Regions from separate parts of the Zea mays genome. Here region 2 is linked to region 1. A link is a contact called in public Hi-C data. All regions are on one chromosome and are shown on one strand. Each heading gives the region's core, a stretch centred on a gene start, on an enhancer-like site or on the middle of the called end of the contact. The rest is flanking DNA. Distances are from core to core; before and after follow the strand shown. Region 1 holds the start of LOC103633099 (ornithine decarboxylase). Region 2 holds the start of LOC100280015.

Region 1 (3,436 bases), core at 112-2,611:
GAGGACGCGCATGGGCGGCATCCCCAGGGCAGCGGCCGCGTCGAACGCGGCGCGCGCGGCCTGGATGGCCCCGCGGTAGACGTGGAGGTTGGACGCGCCGCTGCCGACGTGGAAGGAGACGCCGGCCACGCCGACCCCCGCGCGCTGGGCGGCGCGCAGGAGCGGCACGACCTCGTCGGGGTGCGCGCCGTACTTGGTCCCCAGGTCGACCCGGACGTCGCCGCCGTCGGGGCCCTTGAGGCGGAGCAGGAGCTCGCAGCCGGGGTGGCAGCGCCTGACCTTGGCCACCTCCTCCTCGGAGTCGTAGGTGGTGAGGTTGACGCCGACCTCCGCGGCGTACTCGAGGTGCGCCTCGGGCTTGCAGGGGTTGGCGTAGACGATGTCCCCGGGCCGGACGCCGAGCGCGAGCACGGCCTCGATCTCGGCGCGGCTGGCGCAGTCGAAGCCCGCGCCGAGCGCGGCGAGCGCGCCGAGCAGCGCCGGGTCCGGGTTGCACTTGACGGCGTAGCAGGGCCGCGCGTCCGGCAGCGCCCGGCGCCACGCCCTGAAGAGGTCGACGACCTTGGCCAGGTCGAAGACGTAGAAGGCGCTGCGCTGCGCCGGGCTGGACGCGAGGATGGAGTGGATGAGGCCGGAGACGGCGTCCTTGTCCTTGAGCGCGTCGCGCTTGAACGCGAGCACCTTCCTGTCCTTGACGCCGGGGGCCACCAGCACGGCCTGCAGGGGGCTGCTTCCAACCATGGTGATGACGAGACGATTGACGACGCGCGCGATAGATGAGCAGCGGGATCGAACTTGTTCGATGGAGAACTCGTGTTGACTGAAAACCAAGATATACAAGGGAAAAAAGGAGCACGTTATTATTAATAAACGATGACGATGTAAATGTTGCAGCTTCCTTCGTGTCTGGTAGTGTCATTATGCAGGGTCGATCACTCGCGTCTGGTAGATAGATAGATATAGATAGATAGATGGATAGATAGATAAGAAAAAATATATCTCGTGCATTTCAGACAGTTTGTGTTTTATTTGCCAGTTCATTCCATGTCTTTGCTCAACGAACTCACCGAGACGATGACCGATCCAACGGACCTGGCAAGTGATGCCAAGCAGGCCCTGAGGCGAGAAGGTCGTCTGGTGAGACGCGTCTCTTGGTGTGTGTGCGGGGTTGCTCGGCATGAGTCTGGCGCCATATATAGGAGTGCCCGCGGCTGGCCATGGGGGAGGTGCTCACGTTTCATCGGTGGAATCTGGAATGGGTTAGGTGGGCCGGAAGCCGGAGAGAGGCACCGCGGGAGGGCGATGTGGTTCGGTGTGGTGCCGGGGTGCGGCTGACCGGTCAGAATCGACCCCAGCGGGCCAGCAACAATGCACATGCACCATCATATAGGACGCGGCGCCCTGGCCTGCCGCGCGGCCAAAAAGCCACACAGGAAGAGCCGTAGAGGTAGGTGGAGACTGGAGAGGCTTGCAGCTGCTGACCTGAGGAGAGGGTGGTCGATTCGGTCCATTTGCAATTTGCTCGATGCGTCGATTCAAAGCATCTCCGCTAGAGAAAAATTCAATCCTCTTTTTCTATAACCACTGGTTAAGTGAATCTGATAAAAAAAAATGCTTAGCATATTAAAGAAAATACGAGGAAGCATATAATAAATTTTGGTTTTTGTTGACACAAAAAACGCGCCAACGTGGGGATTGAGCCATGCTAAGAAATTTCTAACATTACAAGGATGATCAAAAATATTTAGTGTGACAAACAGTGAAGGAAGATATCAACTAGACTAACGAAGTCGGCTCGACTAGCTAGTTAGCCAAGCTAGTTTAGGCCGGTTCATATGTGTAGGGGTAGAAAACCCTAAGGCCTCGGGCGCGCGAGTCAGTAGGAGCCAAGCCGACCCTAACGAACCGTGGCTAAGTCACCCAATCCCCCTGCCTCATCCGAGGGACAGACCAAGGCCTGACCTCCAGGGTCAGGCGAGGTGAAGACGGGAGGAGAGGGTCGACTAGGCTAGACAGAGCCTCATAAGACCGGACGATCGCCCCATACCTGCCTCCATTATTGTCCTAGTCGGCACAACGTGACAAAGGTAGGGACCACCCTTTTTCTCCGACCAAGCCCATGCTCCTTTGAATCTGAGACGATTGTAGTACCCATCATTGTACAAGAAACAGACGGAACCCTGACAAACGAGCTATGAGGTACAAGGGTCGACGAAATTGGAGGGTGCGAACGAAACTTCCATAGCGCCGGCCCATCCCGAAACTTGTAGGCCACACTATGCTACCAACTCTAGGGTGCCTTCCTCTCAAACTTAGGTACCCTCGAGGGTATGAAGCCCCATTCTCGCATAAGCAACACTGAGTATTCTGATCTAAAAGAACGATGACAATTACAATGGCAAGTGCAACGACAAGTACGACTCACAGTACCAGCGCATCGTGGGATCTCGTTGGCGGAAGGCCCCTTCTTTTTACCTTTTCATACTTTCCTTGTAAGAGGCTCATTCCTTCGGTTATAAAAAAGGAAGGGTCAGCCTTAACCAGAAGAGGGAGACAGAACACACACAACAAGACGACACAAGAAGTGACTTGAAAGCCCTTTCCCTCTCTCGCTTGCTTGTAAACCTCTGCTACGAGCAATCTGATGCCAATAGCACAAACCAACGAAAACTATGGTAGGGACATTCAACTTGAACCAGCATAACTCTTGGGTCCATCTCGCACACCATCCAGGCCTAGAACGTGCATCGCAAATTTACTCGTTGGTGCTTACTCGAAGCACCGGCAGTTGAGGTGCTAGGTAGGGGCTTTACGTGTTTTCGTCATCCTCCAAAGACACCAACTTAGAGCTCGTTTGGTAGGGCTTCAACTCTGGCTTTTCTATAGAAAAAAGGCAGAGTCCTGCCAAACATCATTTCTTAAAACGACTTACTGCAAAAGACACCTTAAAGCCAAAACCATTTTTGTACTACGCAGAAGAAGCCAGAAATAGTAGATTCACTGACTTTGGTCTGACTCTTCCGTTTTAATACATGGGGAATGACTCTGGCTCTAGGATAAGCTGCTTCTACCAAACGATTTGCGAAATGGCTTCAACTACTAAAAAACTGTTTTTAGAAAAAAGTTAGAGATAGAGCTGTTTTTTGGTAAACCAGAGACCTACCAAATGGACCCTTAGACTAGAGCTGCAACTTGGGTTGTGCCGTGCCGGCACGGCACGAGCACGCCGTGCTTCGGACCTAGGTTAGTCGGGCCAGGATAGCACGAAATAGGGTCGGATCGTGCTTTACTGGGCCAGATGGGTTGAAATAAGGCCCAGCACGGCCCTAAAGCATGACGGGCTTCTGTCGGACCGTGCTGGCCCACGCACGGCACTGCACGCACGCGACGCATCGGGCACATACCTCGCGGCGGAGTGCAGAGTCAGGAAGCCAGG
Region 2 (3,568 bases), core at 635-3,134, 260 kb after region 1:
TGCAAATTCATACATCCTTAGCAGAAAAATATTTTTTAAAGATGTACCAAAGTGTCATATCCTTTAAGCATATCATGCTTGAAGAAAATAAACCACAGACTGATTAATATGTCAGTAGCAGCACAGCAAACTATAATGCATATACAACATACATAAAAAGATACAATATTCCCAAGTTACATTCAATGATTGATTAAATGTGTGGTCAATATCTGGTGGTTTATTTAGAAATTGAGTTGAGAAGAGTGAACAACAAAACTTACCGCATATCTTGGTCTACTTATCATTTTTGGATCCTCCGGTCTCACAGCAAGCTTGATTGAAACAAATGAACAAAAGAAGACAATCAATGAGTTTAACCTTTGATGTCTGATTCCCTTAAAACTTATAAAAAATTATCAAGGAAAATTTATTAAGCATTAAAGACCACATTAAAATAGATGTTCCATTTTGTCACAAATGAACTCTAAAGAAATCAAATTCAATAGAGAAAATGCAGAAGACGGCCCTATATATTTCATATAAACAAGAATTATCATTGGTTCTGTTGCCAGAATGAATAAGAAACAAATTCTAATAGTCACGTCAATGAGCTAAGCCCAAAATGTATAGTTATGATACTAACCGTGCAACACGCTTTCCACTATATCAGTTAGTATAGTCACTAGGCCATAAAAAGTTATTTAATGGGGAAAAGAGAGATAATGTCACCTAAATACAAATGACATGTGCCTAGTTGCAGATTCATTAATTGTAAACAATACAAGCACAGTTTCTAGCACTAGATTTTTGTAAGATTGTGTAACTTACCTCAGCTTCATGAAGCTCCATTTCGAAGTCTTGGGCAGACCTGAGGTTGAACTCATCAATAGAGGAATGCTGAGCAGAAATATATATTGCACTACTTATTCAACAACTACAGAAAGATCGGCATGAGCTTACTTCATCTCAACTTATTGCAATATATAAGTGTGCTAGGTGCAAAAAAAATAGTAAATTAAACCCAAAAAAGGTTTCCGGAAAGGACATTAACCTTTGATGCCAATGGCTGTAGGTAGCATAGAGAGATAGCACAACCAATATGACAATCAAGTTCCATGTGATGATAGTAGAGTAGCTGATTCGAGATGGAGCCTTCTTTGTTTTGCTTTGGATTAGCAATTGCTTAGGCTTTATCCTTGCCATCTGCTAGAGTACGGAGAAACAGCTCTACCTGGGAAGCTCTCCCTTCTAGGATGGAAAAGACAAATTTAAGTCAGGGCAAGAAAAGGGAACAAAAACAAAATAGCTAAGATCTGCAATGTATTGTGTGATATTCCTAGCAATAAAAGGAGAAAGAAAAGGACACAATTTTGAAGATGAACAGAGGACAGACTATGCATCATTCAGGTGCCTTCGGATAACCCTATGCTACAGGCATCCTAAGCACAATCTGCCTTATGGCCCTGTAGAAAAGAATGCTAAAACCCCTATTTATGTGTCGTCAATCGCCAACCTGAACTAATGCCACCAAAGCCGAACAGCCGGTCTACTGGAAAGGGGCGAACCCAGTAAAGGACATGGGTGTACACATGTACGCCAGAATATTTTTTGCTAAAAGTCTAAGTTTGTAGGCAGAATACATGCAAGTACAATGAAGTTGGAACAGATCCGAATGCAAATAATAAGTTAGGGTTTGGGTGCTCGGTTTTGTACACCAGGAAGTGAATACCAAGAGGTGGGCGTACTTGGTGGTGCTCGCGGCCGGCGAATGGCCCGAAGAAGACCAGGGCACCAGGCGTATGGAGGCAGCTACGGCCACCCAGTCGTCGCCGAGAGAGAAGGGGAAGAGGAAGAGGGAGCGCACGCTGGGTGGGAAGAAGAACAAGAACCGTCACGGTTGCAGGTGGACCGGCGAGGTTAGGAGGAATCGAAGGTGATAGGTGGAGATAAATATTTTTCTAGTTAAACTTGAATAAAAGGAGATTTATGAGGTGTTTGGTTCAAGTAAATAATGCATATAAGATCAGAGTAACTTCGGTAGTTGTCGAAAAGACTTCCAAATTAATAATTTATGTAGTTAACATAAAAACACCTATGCAACAGTTCTCTAAGGACTAGTTTGTGAACTTCATTTTCTTAAGTAATTCATATTTTCTTAAGGGAAAAATAAACTAATTTCTCTAAGAAAAATAGAAATCTCTTGGGAAAATGAGTTTGTCAAACTACCCTAAGGTCCCGTTTGTTTCCTTGGAATTGAACTCCATTTTAATAATTATAATTTAGACAAAACTAATTAAGTTCATATATTTATATATGTAATATATTTGTATATTATCCTAAATCATATGAGAGAGATAGTTATATCCCACATTTATGTTATAGCGAAGTAAGCAGAAGAGTGTGCTATAAGTTGTACATCGGGAAAATAGCATGTAAATCTATAGAATCAATTTCCATCTCTCACCCCATGAATTTGAGATAGTCTTATATGATAACTTTGGAAGTGGTGGAATGTTACATTATAAAAAAGTAGCATATTCCATTAGTAAGATTCTAATTCCTCAAAATGAAACGAAACAAACGGGGCCTAAATGAATTTTCTAAATTTAGCGTTTCTCATCTAACCTCATTTCCTTTCTAATTTGATAACCATTTAGCAACCCTCTAAAAAATGTTGACTGCATTATGAAGGTAATTGATGATATTTGTGACTTTTTTATGTGGATAGATACAAAACAAAACTACAACCTATAGTTAGAGAACTATTAGGGAACTCACATTTTTTACTCCCGGAGTTATTTCACAACTTTTTAAATCTATGATTTAGAGAGCTAAAATTTACATAATTATTGGAGTTCTTTAAGGTAGTGCATCATAAGTTCATTCCTCAAATTTAGTGGGATGACCTCATTCCTCATGTTAATACTAACTATGAGGAATGAGGTTGTGTTGTATCAACTTATTTCATTCTACAAACAAAAAAAGTGAGGAGTGAGAAGATGATGTATTAGCTTATTCCTTGAAAGGAAAATGGCCTCAAACATTTCCTATAATCGATTTTGTTGTTTGACGACCATCACAAAACCTTATAGACTAACTAGTTTGCCTAGTTGATCATTTTTCAGGTGCATAAAGTCATCTACGTACAACTATTCTAAGTCGACTGACCAGAATACCGTAGATTATTCCGAACAGGAGAAACTTTTTGAAAAACACCTATGCCCGGACCGTCCATGACACCAGGGTGAGACTCGGACAGGAATACTGCAAAAACAGAGTTAACACTATGGACTGTCCGAAGTAGAAGCGAGCACCGTCCGAGACCAACTGCGGACTGTCCGGCCTCAAGCTCGGACCATTCGGTCGTTGGAAAACCAGAAAACCCCCGAAGGTGACGAGTTCGGTAAAATACATTTTTAGCGTCCTCGCGGACCGTCCGGGGTGCACGGTCGGACCATCCGCGACTGCTTTATCTGACATATGACGCCGTATTAAATGCACTATAGCCGTTGATATAGTCATTACTACTGACCATTGTGATTTCAGTCGTTGATGTGGAGAGGCAGACCGTCCGGACCAGGGGCGT

The links. Hi-C and Micro-C count contacts between places; a contact is called where the count stands out from the background.
Region 2: a contact with region 1 is called in a Hi-C map of endosperm, with 5 times the contacts expected there. The contact joins the promoter of LOC100280015 here to the promoter of LOC103633099 in region 1. A contact is called at or near these places in 3 of 25 Hi-C or Micro-C datasets (ear, endosperm and tassel).

Annotation. Positions count from the first base shown.
Region 1 is chr7:150,017,250-150,020,685 of Zm-B73-REFERENCE-NAM-5.0, forward strand. It overlaps LOC103633099 (ornithine decarboxylase), which reads right to left and starts at 1,362. Exons shown (of 2, transcript XM_008654778.3): 1 at 1,068-1,362; 2 at 1-820. The coding sequence starts at 1,219.
Region 2 is chr7:150,273,064-150,276,631 of Zm-B73-REFERENCE-NAM-5.0, forward strand. It overlaps LOC100280015, which reads right to left and starts at 1,885. Exons shown (of 8, transcript NM_001152961.1): 1 at 1,712-1,885; 2 at 1,034-1,230; 3 at 811-850; 4 at 264-314. The coding sequence starts at 1,185.